2 separate regions of the Mus musculus genome follow, and region 2 is linked to region 1. Evidence: chromatin contacts called from public promoter capture Hi-C data. All regions are on one chromosome and are shown on one strand. The core of a region is the stretch at or near the end of the contact, and the rest is flanking DNA. Distances in the headings are between cores, read along the strand shown.

What was found. Promoter capture Hi-C pulls out the DNA fragments that hold promoters and counts their contacts.
Region 2: a promoter capture Hi-C map of the HPC-7 cell line shows a contact between it and region 1, with 5 times the contacts expected there. The contact joins the enhancer-like site here to the promoter of Uchl5 in region 1. A contact is called at or near these places in 10 of 39 promoter capture datasets (the C10 cell line, the HPC-7 cell line, HPC-7-derived erythroid cells and 7 more), 2 of 484 Hi-C or Micro-C datasets (B cells and the G1E-ER4 cell line), 8 of 115 datasets of contacts at active chromatin or transcription factors (the 230-238 cell line, acute myeloid leukemia, bone marrow-derived macrophages and 5 more) and 2 of 9 other capture datasets (adipose tissue and liver).

The regions. Positions count from the first base shown.
Region 1 is chr1:143,774,590-143,780,862 of GRCm38.p6, reverse strand. Uchl5 (ubiquitin carboxyl-terminal esterase L5) reads right to left here and starts at 3,585. Exons shown (of 11, transcript NM_019562.2): 1 at 3,387-3,585. The coding sequence starts at 3,462. Ro60 (Ro60, Y RNA binding protein) reads left to right here and starts at 3,812. Exons shown (of 9, transcript NM_013835.2): 1 at 3,812-3,942. It overlaps LOC115487685 (a small nucleolar RNA gene), which reads right to left and starts at 1,935; the gene lies at 1,801-1,935.
Region 2 is chr1:144,316,316-144,322,382 of GRCm38.p6, reverse strand. No RefSeq gene overlaps it. Among named protein-coding and RNA genes, the nearest start is that of Rgs1, 70 kb to the right of the region's middle. Within about 2 kb of position 4,557, at least 35 of the 459 cell types and tissues checked have an H3K27ac peak or open chromatin away from gene starts, as enhancers often do. A contact at or near this core is called in the G1E-ER4 cell line, the HPC-7 cell line, bone marrow-derived macrophages and 1 more, where this site is marked.

The DNA of each region.
Region 1 (6,273 bases), core at 2,336-4,835:
AATCCATATCCTATGGAAGAGTAATCAGTGCTTTTAACAGTTCAGTCAGTGCAACTCTCCAGCCAATGGTGATGCTCTTTTTAATTGTTTATTTTTTAATATTTAAATTATGTGTGTGCATACATGTAAGTTCAGGTGTCCTTGGGACCCAAAGGATTTCATGGAGCTAGAGTTAGAGGCAGTTAGAAGCATATATGCTCTATCCACTGAGCCATCTCCCCAGTCACAATTTGATGTTTTGTCTACTTCATCTTTTGCTATGTATTCTTTTACTTTAGCTTGCTGTGTACTTAATAAACTCACTTATTCCAAACCAAGAGTATAGCGATATCAGGATGATTATCCTAACCATATAGGATAATAATTTTCTTAAAAATATACCTGGAAACACCCCCCCTTCCCTATGAAATATACTTTGGTGTTCTCCTAAAATATTGCTAGTGCTTTTTTAAATGACGGCTAGAGTCTCTATCTTCCAACAGATGGAATCTCAACAAGTTTTCCATCACCAAGTTTACCAAAAGCAGTAGGGAGGACTCCAGCTTCTGCGTCCCTAACAAAGAAGAGTCCAGAAGTTTTCCTCAGCCCTGTTCTCAGTTATCCCATGGTATAAAGATCATGGTGTACATACATGATATGTGGCTGGTGATGTGAGCAAACAGCTAACCTCTCAAAGGATCTGCACAGTTTGAACTTGACTGAGAGCCCTCAATTAGAGACTAATACCCTTTAAATGAATCAGTGCTGCTTTGGGGAATACAATTATAAACAATACGTATGTACTTCCCAAGACTACATTTCTTGTGTGAAGCCAAGCTTTATCTTCTTTCTTTCCTCAGAACAAAGTAAAATACACCTTAGATGTGATCATAAGTGACTTAATTTCAAGGACCCAATTAATTCCCATCCGTATTTAAGCATGAGGCAGTAATTACAGATGAAGAAATACTCCAGACTTCTCTCCTGTCAAAGATATCTGTATCTTGCTACACCTGTGTCAACACAGTGAAGGCTACGTTAGACAGTGAGTTCATTTCAAAAACATTGCAATAGTATTCATAATACAAACAGATGTTTCACTTTCAGACAAGTAAACTTCCAAACCCTATTGTAAATATAAGAACTGGACAAGGAAAAAATGAAAATAATTAGAATAAAGCATTTTTTCCTTTGAAGCAGCTAATGTTATAAATTACCTTCATTTAATGTGCAAAATCCTTCTACACTAGGAGCCAACAATCCATTACTAACAATCCGTTACTGACGACTGCTTTACTCAGTATGTGCAGATGCACTTATATTACTAAAATGTCTAACTTTAAATTATTTTCAAATTCCAAGTTTTCTGTACATGTGAAACTGAAAACAGCAGCTAGTTTACGGACTCCACTAATTTCTTTCTTTTATTGTGTATGTGAGTGGAGAATACTAAGGTACATGTGCCACAAACGAGTGGGTGGCTTTCAGAAGGGGTCAGCTCCTTCTTCCATGGTCCAGGAGTCATCAGGCTTCGGTAACCAGGCTGGCTATACCACCAGCCCTAGACTGCATTAGTTTCAAAATAAACTTGGGCCACTATCTCTGAACGTCAACTTTTTAAATGACAGTTAAAGATTTTGAGAGGAAAAATTATCACTTAACCTGTAAACATTTCAAATTCTGTAATGTCCAAAACTGATCTAATTTTCTTTCCTATCAAGTCTATTCTTCAAATGATACTTTATTTATCCACCCAAGCCAGAAGCACGTTTGACTCTTCTTTCCTACAGTCAGTCAACTCCTGCTAATTTTCTTTTCTCTTTCTGTAGGAGAAATATACTACTACTCAACCTCTACTGTAAGGTTGGCAGCCCTGAGAACTCCTCTTTTAGTGTAGCATGTTCTGGATGCATTCCTGCTCCAAATAGAATGAGGAGAAGGTATTTCCACATGCAACCTGAGATTGAAATACTACCTAACTGCTGACTCTACTTTCTCTGTACCCCAGGGCTTAATGTCAAGCCAATCACCCACAAACTTACCATTTTCAAAAAGAGTCATCTCATTCATTCTATCTTAACTCTAAATACTGTAAGCACAATCATGTTAATCACAAACTAATTTTAATTATGTTTGATCTCCACATCTTTTTCAGAGTAAGTCCCCAGTGACTTCCAGGCAATCTAATCTATACAATATGGTATCTGATTTGGCGTGGCTTTACCTTTTTACCTAAGATCTCTACACTGCCTGCCTATTCATTACACCATATTTTAGTTACTTTGCTGGCTGCTCCATAAGCTACCTTTAGGTAACCACACTAGATCATGCTTCCTTTTGCCCAGCTCCTCTGTGATCTACACAGTTAAAACAATTTCTGTATACTCTTAAACGTAAACCAACATGTTATTCTAGATTGACTCTCAGTTCTTCAGACCAGCATTCCGATTATTCACATTAAAATTTCCAACTCCGTAACTGTATGCCCGAAGTACAGTTGAACATATGTTACGCAATGCTCGAAATATTCAGCCATGTACAGTACACAAAATCTACATTAAGGTTTGCTATATTTTGGGTACACATTTTAACAAAACAGTTAAAAACAATATCTTAGAAAAAATCAAAATGAAAATGGAGGGAAAAAAAAACTCCCCCAAAACGTTGGGAACACGAGGAAGGATAAACTGTCCTATTGGTTGAGTAGTACGGAAGGAAATAAAGTCAGAGAGAAATTCAGAGCTAAGCATGTGGCCTCTGAGCAAAAGCACTACCTCGAGAAAACTCAACTTCACAGGAAGTCAAAAAAGGAGGGAGTAAAAGAATTGCGGGAAGTAGAGTGCAGACCCGCGTAGACGGTTATCTGTGGAGGTCCGGAAGAGGTGCCCACATACGAAAGGTGAAAGTTCTGCTTTTGGGAAACTAGAATCTCGAGTTTCTGGGCGGCTGGAGCCTCAGACACCACCCGGGGAAACACACGCCCTAGACCGGCTGCTCCGCAGGACCGACAGCCTGAGCGATGCACCTGACCACACTGGAGACAGGGAGGCTCCGCAGGGAAGGGACAGTGGAAAGGACAAGAGAAGCGCGGAGGAGATGATGAGGGAGGGAGACAGGGAAGGAGGACGCTCGAGGCAATTCAAGTGTCCGAGTCCCAAGTCCGGAGAACACAGCAGTGCACAGGCAGAGGGACTCCTTCCCCTCGTGGTGTGGCTCCCAAGATCACTGCGGAGACGCGGCCGCCCCGGGCCGAGGACGCGGCAGAAGCCCTACTTTCCACACACGCCGACTCCAGTCCCTGAAGTCACTTCTCCGACGCCGGGCGTCGGTGGCGGCAGGTGACCGCCTGGCCCAACGCGGGCCTCCTCCCGGAACCCCCGGCCCAGGACGGTCCCCCTGGTGCTCACCGAATCCTTTAATGAGCTCGGTGAAGACCCCGGGGTCGCTTTCCATGAGACACCACTCCCCGGCATTGCTCGACATGGTCCCCGACCACACACACACCGCCCCGCTTCCACCTCGCGCTCTCCGGAGCCCCGCAGCACAAGCTGCCACCGGCCGCAGACCTCAGCAAAACCCGCCGCCGAGCGTCAACCCCACGTCACCCCGCCTACTTCCCGACAGCCTCCGGGCGCCGTCACCTGCCGCGCGCCGGAGCACAGAAGGACGCTCTAGCCACCCGGGAGACGTCGAAACGCCTCTCCTGCCTCTCAGGATCCGTAGCGCCCTCTGCCGGGCCGGAGAAGTAGCGGGGCCTCGGAGCGCCGGAGGGAGGCACATCCGGGACCCTTGGCACCCCAGAGCTGGGGCGGGGCGATGGAAGGGGCGGGGCTCGAGACGGGGCGGGGCGGGGCTCGCTCCGACCCGAACCTGGAGCTGTCCTCGCCCTTTCGGGCCGCCTCCTATTCCTGGTGCGACGCAGGCTTTCTGTAGGCGCCGCGGGTCCTGAGCATCACCTTCCAGGTAAAGGTGGGTCACTGCAGGCCTGCTGCGGGCCGGGGAACCGCGTTTTGGGCAGTCCCAGCGATCCTGGGCACTTGAGGGCTGGCCGGTGCGCACTCTCTTCCAGCCGCATCCCAGCGTCAGAGGCCAGGCAAAGCCTTCGCCGCCTCTGTGCTCCGGCACCCGCCGGAGGAGAGCATGGACCGACTTCGCATCTGAACATTTCGAACCTGGCCTAGTTGCTCCGGGAGGATGGAATCTTGGGGAACTCAGGTCAACTCTCCCACTTGCAAAGCTCCTGGCGAGCGAACGTGCCAAGGCCCCTTTTCACTCTTTTCTCTCTTCCTGCGGCTTTGGCATAGAGGCGTTGTCTCGGATACCGGTTTGGGAAGGAGCTTTGTGGGAAGACCGAAAGGAAATTATCTTAGAGGAATAATAATCAAGGAAGGGAGAAAGATTTCTCGTCCAAGGGATGAGAGACTCATGTATCGGGATGAAGTGCCTTACGGAAAAATGCGCACCATCCCTCTCCCGCCACCCCTCCCCCCTTAATAGTGCATTATTTTAAAAACACTTGAAATGGTTTTGATGAATAGAACAAAAAATAGCTATTTGTAATTAATACTTATCATTCTTCGGAGGTGGTTTTATTCATCATTTCATAAAAGTATGTTCCAAGGAAGGCTTTTGGCTTCCACAGGAAAAATTTTTGCTCAGAGCATCCTACCATGGTGACATCTTGCCACAGTTCCTCAATACTTTTCATTGCATCGCCCTTAATGGAGTTGATATTTTCATTACCTTTGTGTATGGCATATCCATTTGAACCTGGGATCCTGGCTTTGTAAAGTATTATAGCTTCATTACTGTAAAATTAGCCTTGGCTTTTATTTTTAAAGAAACTGCGTATTTGCTTGACTTCTCAGGGTGAAAAAAAAAAAGTTAGCCTTTCCAAATTACATGAAATATTGGCTTAATGTTTGTGTAAATTGAAGGAAAACATGGTAATCTTTGTACTAGTAATGGTACGACGTATATAGATTGTAGTCCAGAAGATCTTGAAGCAGAAGTGTTATTACATCAGTGTCTTGCTATCTGGTTTACATTCTGCATTAAGAGAATGGACAACATATGGATCAACACATCACTGCTTGGCCTTATGTCGAAGAACAAGTGTAAAATGCTCCAAATGTTGCCATAGTTCTAACAGTTAAAGGCTCTAAAGCTTTAATTTATAGAGATGTTAGAAAACTTCAAGTGGTATAAATTCGGGAGACTGTTGTTGTGTTTAAAGAGGTCAGAACAACTCAAAGAAGAATTCACTTGATTGGTTTTGACTTAGGCTTATAGCACTTGACTCCATAGGACTAGACTACCAGAAAACCAGACTTTGATTTGCCTCACTGCCCAGCTGCCTTCTAAACCACTGGACTGCAGCTTAGGGTTTTGAGAAAGGGGACACTGGCAGTTGAAGAAAGAAGGAGTTAAGCTACTGTTAGTTGATGGAAGCTGTCTTGAAACTCAGCTTGAGTCACTTCATTAGTATTACTAAGATACTCCTAGCGCTTGGTACATTCCAAAAGATTTTGAAACTATCAGGAACCATTGTATCTCCATGTCATCTAATGTCGCCAATTTTAAAGTAGTTTGTATTTTAGCCCTTAGTAATAAAAAGGAGAATGAATAGCTTGAAGTAAACTGCCATTCGATTTTCTATATTTAAATGTTTTTATTGAGACTTATATATGCAAAGAAGTTTTGTAGGTGACCTAGTCACCAGCAGGGCAAGGTGCAATTCCAAGGTGCCTACTCTGCAGCCAGAAGAGGTTCTCTCTAGGGACTTCTACTCAGGTGTAGCTGGGACCCTGACTTAAACTGCAGAAGACCATTTCCAAATGAGTCGGTCTGAAGGCATGCTGGACACTGTAGTTCATAGGCACCACAGCTGGGTAGGATTGTTAGTTGCTTCCCTCACTTGGAAGCCTTCTGGGATCATGAAAGCTAGTCCTCAGGCTTTGCAGTTTGAGACCTCTTGGTCATGTGTCCAAAATACATGGTGTCTTCAGCAATAAGCACTTTACTAACCTTCCTCCTCTGAGAGGCAACTACAGGCACTAACAATAGCCTAGGATTTGGGGGAAATCTCTTATTAGACAACCCTGACCAACAAGCCCAAAAGGAACTAACATCTTATATGTAGTGTTGGAGTTTTTGCAAAGTGGTCTCTGGATCTTGGGGAAAGCGTTGTCAGCCAGGGTGAATGCATTTCACTTAAACTATATGTATACACAGACTTACATGTAATATGTGTAATTTTACGTAAATAGATAATATGACTCCTTATGACTTTTT
Region 2 (6,067 bases), core at 3,308-5,807, 540 kb before region 1:
TATTTGGGAAGTTTTCTTCAATAATTTTGTTGAAGATGTTTGCTGGTCCTTTGAGTTGAAAATCTTCATTCTCATCCACTCCTATTATCCGTAGGTTTGGTCTTCTCATTGTTTCCTGGATTTCCTGGATATTTTGAGTTAGGATCTTTTTGCATTTTCCATTTTCTTTGATTGTTGTGCCGATGTTCTCTATGGAATCTTCTGCACCTGAGATTCTCTCTTCCATCTCTTGTATTCTGTTGCTGATGCTCAAATCTATGGTTCCAGATTTCTTTCCTAGGGTTTCTATCTCCAGTGTTGCCTCACTTTGGGTTTTCTTTATTGTGTCTACTTCCCTTTTTAGGTCTAGTACGGTTTTGTTCATTTCCATCACCTGTTTGTATGTTTTTTCCTCTTTTTCTGTAAGGACTTCTACCTGTTTGATTGTGTTTTCCTGTTTTTCTTTAAGGACTTGTAACTCTTTAGCAGTGTTCTCCTGTATTTCTTTAAGTGATTTATTAAAGTCCTTCTTGATGTCCTCTACCATCATCATGAGATATGCTTTTAAATCTAGGTCTAGGTTTTCGGGTGTGTTGGGGTGCCCTGGACTGGGCGAAGTGGGAGTGCTGGGTTCTGATGATGGTGAGTGGTCTTGGTTCCTGTTAGTAGGATTCCTACGTTTACCTTTCGCCATCTGGTAATCTCTGGAGTTAGTAGTTATAGTTGACTCTGTTTAGAGATTGTTCTTCTGGTGATTCTGTTACCGTCTCTCAGCAGACCTGGGAGACAGATTCTCTCCTCTGAGTTTCAGTGCTCAGAGCACTCTCTGCTGGCAAGCTCTCTTACAGGGAACGTGCGCAGATATCTTGTTTTTGGACCTCCTCCTGGTCAAAGAAGAAGGCCCAAAACAGGGCCTCTCTCAGAAGCTGTGTTGCTTTGGCAGTTCCCAGAAGCTGTCAGCTTCTGTGGTGCAGACTCTCACCTGTGCAGACTAAAACCCTAAGTTCCAGGGAGTCCTGGAACCAAGATGGTGACCGCTGCTCCTGAGGCTGAGGCCGTCTCCCGAGCCAGGCGGACACCTGTCCTCTGGTCCGGATGGTGGCCGGTTGTCTGCGGCCCGCCCAGGCTGCTGCCTCAGAGGCTCTGTGCTTCTGCCCGTCCCAGAAGCTGTCCGGTTCTCTGGCGCACCCTCTAAGCTGCTCAGACTAATTTCCTAAGTTCTGCTGAGTCCCGGAACCAAGATGGCGACCGCTGCTGCTGAGGCTGAGGCCGCCTCCCAAGCCAGGCGGACACCTGTCCTCTGGTCCGGATGGTGGCCGGTTGTCTGCGGCCCGCCCAGGCTGCTGCCTCAGCGGCTCTGTGCTTCCGCCCGTCCCAGAAGCTGTCTGGTTCTCTGGCGCACCCTCTAACCTGTTCAGACTAATTTCCTAGGTCCCGTGGAGTCCTGGAACCCAGATGGCGACCACTGCTGCTGAGGCTGAGGCCGCCTCCCCAGGGCTTAATTTTTTTGGATTAAAGATTATAGGAGAAGAGGGTCAGTTTCTCCCTAAAGCAAAAGGTTTCAACTACTATTCTAAGAACTAACAGCAATAACTTCTATCCACAGAATACCCTAGAGAGAAGTGTTCATACAATGGGTTTTCCCAAGATATAGTTCAAGTATGGTCAATATGTATAATGCTCGTTCCTTAATTCTGCAGAAAAATAGGGGATTCTGTTATGGCAGATTTGCTAATCTTGTATTTATAGCTACAGCCCTGTGTGCAAAGCCTGAGATGAGAAAATGTATGGGCCCAGCCACTTACTATTTATGACATTTAAAGATAGACAAGGGCCATAAAACACCATAATTTCCAAAGTTACTATTATTTTCTCACAGTGTTAACAAGTTCTAGTCATATGAACACATGGGCTTGCCAGTATACCATTCATTTTTGTCACATTTACTTAAATGTTCAATGAAACTCACCAAATGCTAGAAACATTATCAGACTCAGATTACAAATGGATTGACTACATATGAATAACAGGAAAATAAGTAAATGAATAAAAAGGTGTTCCTGTGCTTGTGGACTTATAGGATTTTAGAACTGTAGTGGGTGTTCAAGTCCAGGCTAAGTGGATGGAGAGTCTGTGTAACAGAGAAGTTAAGCAGAGGAAGTGAGATTCACAGTGAAAATTGAAGACGAGGAAAGAATGAATCAAGCAAATGGGATGGAGTATGGTGGTGGGTTAACTTGTGAACGTGTGACTTTACACCTAGGAACATTTTGAACTTTAGCACATAAGACATAATATTCAATAGGACAAACAACCAAAAGAGCCCAGTAGTAATTACAGACAACAGAATGAAATCACACTCTCCAAGTTTCTTTGCTCTTAGTCTCTGAGAATCAATAATCACTCAGCAAGTGTTTTTAGACTCTTGTTAATGACTACCGGCTTTCAAAATAAAGCCACAGAACACAGACACAGATGCTTTTATGAAAGAGGCAATTCTTGGACCTATCCTGTGATTAATAAATGTGACATTTGCTTCATCGCATACCAAGCTAAGTGCTACATACCATATCACCTAATTTTGCATCACAAGGTGAGGACTGCACAGTATAGTCTAAGTAATGTGACTTATTCTTGAAAAAGACTTTAGAATGGTCGATTGTTAGAACTCATGTAGAAGTAGATGTAAATGGCTGAGAAGCATAGAGACTCAATGGAACACGAAGGAAATACCATAGCAGAACTACAATTACCACGTGCTTGCCTGTGGTGCGCAATCAAAAGTGGAAGTGAAGCCAGACCCTGTGAACTCCAGAAGAGTCAGGAAGGCACCTTAGGACACAGAACACAGTGTTCCCAGGACACTTGTAGAAGTTGTAATCATTGCTGAGAAAAATGTTAGTTCCACAGAATCCTGCCCACCATTCTCAACTACGGATAGCCTAAGACATACAGAAGGGAGGGATGGAAAACAAAAGAGAGGACACGGGACATGCCCTGAGGGAATCAAACCAGAACAGTTTATCTGAGTCACACAAACTCACAATGGAAGAATTCTGCCTCTCTCACGTCTCCTTCTACTCCAGTCAAATGGATATAAACTTTCCCTTATCAGAATACCCTGCTTCACACTAGTTCTGTCTCAGGAGAAGAGTTCCACCTTGGTTTGTATGAGAAACGCTTTCCCTGAGAAGATAGCAGTGCCTATAGAGCTGTCAACCTCCATCTCTGGCTCCAGTCGTTGACAAAAGGAAAGGATCCAGCTAAGCAAATGTTTGTGACTTGGTCCCTAATTCTTCTTTTTTGTCTTAATTCTAAGGTCAGACTGTACTGAATTTAAACAAGATTTTACAATTTCTCAAACTCTGATTTATTTTACTTCTCTATAACCTAGTCATTGACTTGGATGTTCCAAATAATTGTAGCTTCTAAGTGCCATATTTGCAGGCAATCAGTACTAGCAGTGAGGGGTGGGGGGAGTGGGTTTGCAACTGTATACTTAAAGAGAAGCCAACCTTTCCTAAAACTCCTTTTCTATGGCCCTGTAGTTTGTTAAGACAATTCTAAGCTTTCTTGTGATCTAGTCTGTGTCCCCTTGTGTCTAAGTATTCAAAGATGTTCTGAATGTGTACACCACTGGTAACTTAAATCGCTAACTGTATATGCCCAATCAGGACTGTGAGCCCACATTTAAATAAAATGTGGCTTGAAGTCCCACTTGTGAAATGTTTTTAAAATATGTTTGTTGAGTCACTGAGTTGTATTGTACCCAGTCACCAAAGCCTAGCTTCCCATGCTTCTCTGCCATTGCTTAAGCATCTCTAAAAGATAGAAGGTTCAATTATGTCTCAACCTTATCTGTTAAAGCCCAGGACACAAGGCATTTCTGTGGCAATTTTTGGCCTTATCAGCAAATAATTGCTTGTTCCTGTTACTGACTCATGGCCATGTTCACCAGATTGTAGGTTCGTTTGCTGACCATGTGACTATCACCTTCATTATCAGCACTGAGAGCAGAAGGATCACAGACCATGAATTCAGAAAGGCTAGGGTCTGTCACTTATTCCCTATATGTCTTTGATAAAATTACTTAAACATTAACATTTTCATGTTTTTCACACTTAATGTCTCATCTTTTAACATGATGCTCCTTGAAACAACTAATCAGAAAGCTTAAAATTGAAAAACAGTTCTTACAATGGTGGATACAGGCGAAGATTTGAAGATGTCACCTGAGTGAAGTGAGTCTGAATGACCAGCACATTCTCCTGTAAGAGCTTCTATCAAACTGGCTGTTCAGCGTTGCCTAGTCTTGTACACTAATGAAAAAAAGAGTTCTCATTCTAGCCACCAAACTGGATATTTTTGGTTTACCACTGCTGCTCTAGAAGGCATCAGATAGAAATGTGACATGGAGCACAAACTTGAAAACTCATGTTAAAATTTTTACCACCACCTAGTACAGTGCTTCCAAATCCCTTCTCAGCTTTCTAGTCAGCTGGCTTTAAGGTGCCGGTAAATTGTGTAGTTTTCCCTATTACAGCCTCATTGACCTTTATCCTCTTTGCAGAAGCTTTTGTGCCCATATTTGAAGAACTGTGATGTTTATTCTTTTTCCCACTGACTAACCAGTGACTGCAGAGACATGAGGTTGGCTGAAATGCCAAGAAAGAAGAGGAAGGAAATGAACTTTCCTTACATGTTATTATTTATACCACAAATTTCCCTACGACACTTTGGTACCATTACATAGCAATGTGTCTCCTACCAAAGAAACTGGCCTTTCTGCAATTTGAGACCCCGGACCAGAAAGAAGTTCTTGGTCAAAACAATAGAGAAAGATAAATAAATGACTAAATAAACAACACAAAAGTGGGCATAATAACATAATAACATTTTTGGATACATAATCTTCTAAGGATCTTAATGCATTAAATTCCCAAGGTTTGTTATTATTCCCCAGTTCAGGTTAACTCCAGCCCCTCAGGAAAATGTCTACTTTCTTCCTTTGGTTCCTAGTGGTCTCATTCTAGATTGTGCCTCATGGATCTACCCATGGGTTCTTTTCTGGTCCCTATCCTACATTCAGTCTTCTAATCCCAAAGTTCTTCTCCATGTACACCTGCTGTGTGGGTGCTCTCACCTTGTCCTGTGTACATGTGGCTTTCTTCTGAATTGATGACTCTAGCTCTTAATTCTCTTCTAAAATCAGACGACTATGTTGGCATCTTTATTTAGGCTCTCTCTGTGGATATATAATGAGCCATATGATAATTATTAACCTGAAATCTTGGTTCTCATCTACCTGTTCATCCATCCATCATCTTTTTATCACCTACAATGTGAGAACATGAGTGTCCCCTCTCTAGAGGACAATGCAATTAGATGTTCTGCTGGAGATGAGTAACAGCTCCTACTGGGCATTCAAATGTATTAACTCCACTATTATGTACCTTCTAGAATCAGGATACGTAAAAAAAATAAATTTCTAAAGCTTATGGAATACTTACAAATGAACCCAGGCACCAAACCATCCCCCCAAAACACACACACACACACACACACACACACACACACACACACACAGACACACAAGAAAAGGCATATTATTAGTACTTAGCACAAAATACTAATGACTCTGATATCACAAACCCATGACATAAAAGATCAAGTGCATAGCATCTGATTCACCTTCACATGACCACACCACCGAGTTTCTGAAGTAGAGAGGGAACAGCCAGGGTTATGAACTACCTTTTCTCTGAAGTTTTCATGAGGCAGATTAGCCCCTCTACTATGCTTTTCCATTACTGGGTCTACAACAGTTGAATTTGGGGGAACTCAGTGAATTACCACAAAGAATCCATGCTATCTTACTTTAAACAGAGTGTAGGTGCCTTAAAGGAAGTTATCCATTAACATCAAGCTGAACCTTTTACCATATTCCAGGAAGCAAAAGGTTTTCAGCATTAGTCACTTTCACAGTTTTATGCCGTGTACAGAATCAGGAGTATTATGAAGACACCAGAGACTCAGCTTCCTTAACAAGATGCTGGGGATTTCTCAGGGATCATCCTTACTCTTAACT